Regions from separate parts of the Zea mays genome. Here region 2 is linked to region 1. A link is a contact called in public Hi-C data. All regions are on one chromosome and are shown on one strand. The core of a region is the stretch at or near the end of the contact, and the rest is flanking DNA. Distances in the headings are between cores, read along the strand shown.

Region 1 (3,192 bases), core at 324-2,823:
CGCCGACTGCCCGAGGGCCCTGCACGCGATCCACAGATACCGTCAGCAGCAATGACGACGGGGGCGGGCCGAGGAGCAGCAGAAGGAGAGAGTGCGTGGTGTGGTGGGCCTTACAGTCCGCCGATCATGACGGAGAACATGGTGGCGATGGCGAGCCCGCCGTTGGTGTGCTGGGCGCGCACGAGGTGGCCGCCGTACCAGAGCAGGAGCCCGTAGCAGCAGAAGACGGTGAAGTAGGTGCCGCCGAGGCCGAGCCCCTTGGCGAAGCCGCTGCGGTAGCCGATCCTCTGCGCCACGGCCAGCGCCGCCGAGTAGGCCCGCATCTCGCGCTCCTCGCCAACGAACGCCTGCACGATCCGTATCTGCGCGAGCGCCTGCTCCGCGATGCCGCTGGCGCCCGAGAGCGCGTCCTGGCTGCGGGACGAGAGCTTGGCGAGCGCGGCGGCGCTCAGCCCGCCGATGACGGCGATGAGCGGCACCACGGCCAGCGTGACCAGCGCCAGCTGCCACGCGGCCGTGAACCCCACGACGAAGCCGGCCACGAAGGTGGCCATGTAGTGGATGAGGTTGCCCAGCTTCTCGCTGATGGCGTCCTGCACCACCACGGCGTCCGCGTTGATGGCGTAGATCACGTCCGAGGCCCGCACGTCGGTGTCGAAGAAGGACACGTCCTGCCGCAGCGCCGCGTCCAGGTACCGGATCCGCATCCGCGTCGACTGCCGCTCGCCGGTCCACATCCAGCAAGAGATCTCTGCGAGCGGGGCGAACGATTTGAACATCTCGTTTGTAGCCACGGCGATTGGCTGACCGACGTGATTTGTCATCCAATCCAAATTGACCGCCAATTCGCGACGCACACAAGCTGGGGCGGCAGGAGGAGGAGGGATAGCGTACCTGCCCACGAGGATGCCCAGATTGCCGCTCCGACGACGAGGAAGTAGAAGGCGTACTTGACGACGAGGCGGACCATGGTGTCCGGGTCGTCGGCGTGGGAGCCGAAGGAGTCGACGAGGTCGGCGAAGAAGCGGAGGAAGACGGGGAGCGAGCAGCCGTGGACGAGCGCGCCGAGGGTGCCGATGAGCATGAGCGCGCAGTCGAGGCCGTCGGCGAAGCGGAAGAGGTCGCGCAGGGCGGCGGGCGGGGTGGGCTTCTTGCTGTCATTGGCGCCGGCGGAGGCTGGCCTGGCATTGGGCGGCTGCTCGGTCTCCAGAGAAGCCGGCGGAGGGGGAGGCGAAGAAGGAGGAGGAGGAGCAGCGCCGCCACCGGCAGATGTAGTAGGCGTGTTGCTGCTGCTGCTGCTGCGGCCAGCAGGAGCAGGGAGCGTGGGTTGCTCTGCTGCTTCCGGTTGCCCGGCTAGGAAGCCAGGAGGCTGGTGGGCGGGAGACGGCAGATGGAAGGCCTCGAGCTCGGGCCGGGCCCACTCGTCGCCGCCGTCGGCATGGGGCGAACCGAGAACGACGACGCGCGCCCTGATCTCCTCCGGGTCGCTGCTAGACATGGCGAGGAGGGGAGAGGAGGGAGGGGGAGCTCCTCTGCCCCCCACCTCAGCAGAGTGGCAGAGCAAAGCAGAGGAGGTGGAGAGGGAGGAGGAGTGGATTGGTTAAGAGCTGGAGTTGCTCATCTCGCCTCTTATAATAATTGGCTTGGGAGTGTGACTGTGTGTGTGAGACCGTCAGGCTCGCTCGCTCCTCCGGTTCCCATTCCCGGCAGCTCATGTCTTTGTAGCAGTAGAAGAGTCCAACTAGTGAGAGAGACTGAATGTACGGACCCTACTTGCACAGTACTCCTACATGTACTGTGGAAAACGAATGGGAATGGATGCATGCGGCACGTTGCGTTCTATCATTTTCATCGTCACTAAAATCTAACGGCCGATAGAAAACCTGCTGCGGCGAAAAGGTCTCATGGTTAATATTTATGAGTAGTTCGATTTGTCCGAAAGTGAATTTTAGGCTTGATTAAAAAAATTCTCTCGCTGCGAGTCCTGAGTGCACTCTAACTGGACCGTTGCAAACTAGATGGTGACGGCTCACTGGTGATGAGAACTAATGTTTAGAAATTTTCTCGACAGGACCATATTTTGGTCTCTTCTTAATATAATACCGATATAACGTTTTTTAAGAAAACCTGCTGTGTATATGAGAAATTCGTTTTTCTTCCATTCACTCGGTTATGCTGCTTTTTTTACCGATGAAGTGTCGGACAACTTTAGATCTCTATATACTGTCACTCGCTAACCATCTGTTTTGGTTTTGTTGCATATGCATCCACTGTGATAAAGAATGGATAAATAAGCATCTCGCGATACGGGTTCATGTGTTTTTCCAACATTCTTACATCCCTTTGCTTGATGCATTCCAAGTGCATCATTTTTCTCTTAAAACAAATGCATCCATTCTAGAAAAAAAACTATTTTATGTAGCCTTGAGATCTACCCCGACTCAACTTATTGAAGGTGTTTGTTGAGATACGGTACGCGTTGCATAATATGTTTTGAAAGAAAGGCACCACACACATATATATATATATATATATATATATATATATATATATATATATATATATATATATATATATATATATATATATATATATATATATATATATATATATATATATATATATATAGAGAGAGAGAGAGAGAGAGAGAGAGAGGAGTTAATGAAAGTCCAGGGCTTCCATTAGTACAGGAAACCCCAGCCAGGTCCATGCGCGTCCGATCGTGTGCTAGTTCTGGCTCGGGCGAATTCTAGCGTAAAACGTGAGCTAAAACAACATAAATGAGTACGAAATTTAGCGTAAATCGTATATCTGTTTCGTAACAGCAAATGGGCCCCGAAATTACGGCGTGTAAATCGCGTGCGTCCGATCGTACGCGGGTTCTGGCTCGAATGGATTTTAGCGTAAAACGTGAGCTAAAACATCATAAATGATTACGAAATTTAGCGTAAATCGTATATCTGTTTCGTAACAGCAAATGAGGCCTGAAATTACGGCGTAAAAATCGCGTGCGGCTGATCGTACGCGGGTTCTGGTTCGAATGAATTTTAGTGTAAAACGTGAGCTAAAACAACATAAATGATTACGAAATTTAGCGTAAGTCGTATATCTGTTTCGTAACAGCAAATGGACCCAGAAATTACGGCTTGAAAATCGTGTGCGGCCGATTGAGCGCGGGTTCTGGCTCGAATG
Region 2 (3,059 bases), core at 295-2,794, 150 kb after region 1:
CGAGCAACACAAGTATATATAGCCACCTCTCCAAAACTAGCCGTTATGGGCCAAATGCCCCTTTTCTGCGCACTCACGGATGGTCTGCAATTCAAGCCCTGACCGTCCGCACAAAAACCCCAATGGCTATAAACGACTATAAAAATGTTAGAGCATTCAAAAAAGACTTGCAGACGGTCTGCCCCATGACCCTAGACGGTTCGCGATACCAAAATCGAGCCAAACCGAAGTTCTGCTGACTCTGCGCGTATGATCAAATTTGTACTGTGAACGGTTCGCACTTGGACCCCAGACGGTCCACAATACAAAATATTTGTACTGAGGACGGTCCGCACTTAGGCCCCGGACGGTCCGTAGTTCAAAAATGAAAACCAAAACAGAACTTCCCGAGTTCTGTCCAAATACTAGTCCTTCAACATCGGACAATGTGCCACCTGGGACCAGACGGTCCACAGTACAAAACTTCGCGAAACATAGAAACTCCAAGTTTCTGTCCATCACCTCAAGTTAGACCTACAGACGGTCCTCCGTGCTGGCCCGAACGGTCTGCGATACCTTAATTCAGCCCACATTCAAAAAACGCTTTTGAATAAGTTTTTCTTTTACAAACCAAAGCGTTGTTAGCCCTCATGCATATGCATCAACTATATGTTTTACGAGGCACTAAGAATCTCATCAAGAAGACATTATTGACCTCTCTTGGTAGTATGACTATCTAGCCTACTAATCTGGTCAATATTTTTCTCTAAACACCTTTTGACCGACAAAACCAAAAACCTATCTTTTGTCTTTGTCTTGAGTATTCAATTCCATCTCCTTAAATGATGAACAATGGTTATCCATAAGTATAGCCAACCATGCTACCTTTTTGCATTTGTCCATAGCATGAAGTCCCTCTATCATCATCATTAAGCTATGTCTCTTGTACTATATATGTTAAGTAATTAAGCAACGTCTTTTGGTATCACCCTTACATGTGGCCATACGTGTGATTTGACTTCTTGATCTCATATTTGCCGTGTATTTGATTTTATCGTTAAAATCAAGTGCTACAGAGTAGTATTATCAAGAACAATAATACCTTTGCGACAAACAAAAACTAAAAAGTATTTGATAATGGATCAAAGCCGAAGACGGCCGGGTTTATTTCAAGGGAGAGAGGATGACGAGCTCATAGCTCCTCCAAGGGAGAGAGGATCATAGCTCATAGCTCTTTGACGGATACTCCAGACTATGGCTAGATTAGGGAACCATCGTAATCGCCATATACGCGTGAGGTAAACTTGGTCATACACGTGAGTTTTAGATAAGAAACAGTCTGTCCGTCTGTTTAATTAGTACAATAGTCCAACTTTTTTCACCTAGATATGGTCGAATCAAAGCCTAAAAATAGGGTGGCTGGCCTAGTGCTTTGGGAATATGGGCCATAATTTCTAGGCCATCATGGGCATGATCTGAAATCAGGAGCCTAAAACACAGCACAACACAAAATTCTATGGACTAAGCTAGCACGGTTCAAAGAAAATGTTAGACTGGGCCTTAATTTTTAGCCTACCATGGCCCCGATAACACTAGTATAAAATGACTATGTCTACCTTGTGCATAAACTTCTACAGGCAGTTTTAATTATCACGCGCAAGTGAAAAAAAACTGGTGCCCCGATTCAAGAAATCGGACAATGGAAACACATTCTGTTACTGTTATATAATATAAAGATGCTATATTTTTAAGTAAAGTTTCTATAAAAATACAATTATAGTCGTGAATCTATAATACCACACGAGGCTTTTAATATGATAGAACATAGTGAGGAGCCTAATGAACAAAATCACGAGGAACCTCATAAGCAAATCCTAAGGAGCATAACAATGTAGTAACTTAAAAGAGTAATCGTAGTCTTCTCATGATAAATATATTATGTATCTTATGGTAACACTAAGAACCATTTAAGAGATCTACTACTATTAAGGGTACTAGATTTGCACAGTTATATATATCGTCACATTTTTGCTGAAAATTTTCTGGATTAAACTAAACATGGAATTGTCTGAATTCCTAAAAAAATGTAAACAAAAGCTGGTCGAGAGATCTCTAGATATCCGACGCTGAGATTTCATGAACGAAAAGAATGATCCTCTTCCTGAATCTTTACTCATTCTAAGTTGTGAATACAAAGGAAGGCCCCATGCTAATAAAAGAGAATCACTTAGCACGCTTGGCCCGGCTCATCCACTTCTTGATAGGAAAGACAGATAGCTTGGGCCTGGACTCTTTTTGGGGCAACTCTGATGTTTCTTTCTCCATAGAGTAGTTTTCCTTCTCCGAGTACGGTAGCAGTTCAAAAGCGCCACGGGAGAAACCTCTGGCAATCTGAATGTAATGCATTTAAAGATGTTAGTGAACCCTGCTAAGAACAAATACGAGGGACCAGCAGAAGATTGTACCTTCAACAAAATCCACACTTTAAGGGAGCTACTCAGGAGTCCTAGTTTTGTCTTCTTTCCGGACGTCAAATACGTGCACATCTCATGATCCACTCTAAGCAGAAACCTTGGCCATGATTTTGGTTTCTCAGGGTCTGATTTTCGTCGAGAGGCAGCCTGGTTGAATGAACAAGATTAACAGAAACATCCAATTCTGGCTCACTTATTATTAGTAACTATAACTTGAAGCGAGCCTAGCTCAACTAATTAGGACTGGAGGTGTGGTTATGCATCACATAATTCCTCCTAAATTTGGTATTAATTGTTACAGTGGACGTACTAACCAATTCAACCTAAAAGCTTAAGCTGATGGAGAGAAAAGCGCAAATGTGGAAATAAATGAGTGCATGCACAAATAAAGCCTCTGTCAGGATTCTAACTCGAGACCTCTGACTCCGATATCATGTTAAATTGGAACCAATTCAACCCAAAAGCTTAAGCTAACTTATTTTGAACTAAGTGTTACCTCAAAATAAGTTAGATTATATAATCCGGACATATTATAATCACAAACAAACAGGTCCTAAATTTGTAAGTGATACATTTGCTAACACAAAATAAAAGTAAAAATGTAAT

What was found. Hi-C and Micro-C count contacts between places; a contact is called where the count stands out from the background.
Region 2: a contact with region 1 is called in a Hi-C map of leaf, with 4 times the contacts expected there. The contact joins the enhancer-like site here to the promoter of LOC100384057 in region 1. A contact is called at or near these places in 12 of 25 Hi-C or Micro-C datasets (bundle sheath, ear, endosperm and 5 more) and 2 of 3 datasets of contacts at active chromatin or transcription factors (leaf and seedling).

The regions. Positions count from the first base shown.
Region 1 is chr1:206,632,451-206,635,642 of Zm-B73-REFERENCE-NAM-5.0, forward strand. It overlaps LOC100384057 (PGP1), which reads right to left and starts at 1,574. Exons shown (of 5, transcript NM_001362241.1): 1 at 895-1,574; 2 at 115-751; 3 at 1-19. The coding sequence starts at 1,498.
Region 2 is chr1:206,783,732-206,786,790 of Zm-B73-REFERENCE-NAM-5.0, forward strand. It overlaps LOC103643177 (ribonuclease E/G-like protein, chloroplastic), which reads right to left. Exons shown (of 14, transcript XM_020546661.3): 13 at 2,445-2,600; 14 at 1,859-2,370. The coding sequence ends at 2,203. Among protein-coding and RNA genes, the nearest start is that of LOC103643177, 39 kb to the right of the region's middle. Within about 2 kb of position 1,545, at least 10 of the 20 cell types and tissues checked have an H3K27ac peak or open chromatin away from gene starts, as enhancers often do. A contact at or near this core is called in ear, leaf and seedling, where this site is marked.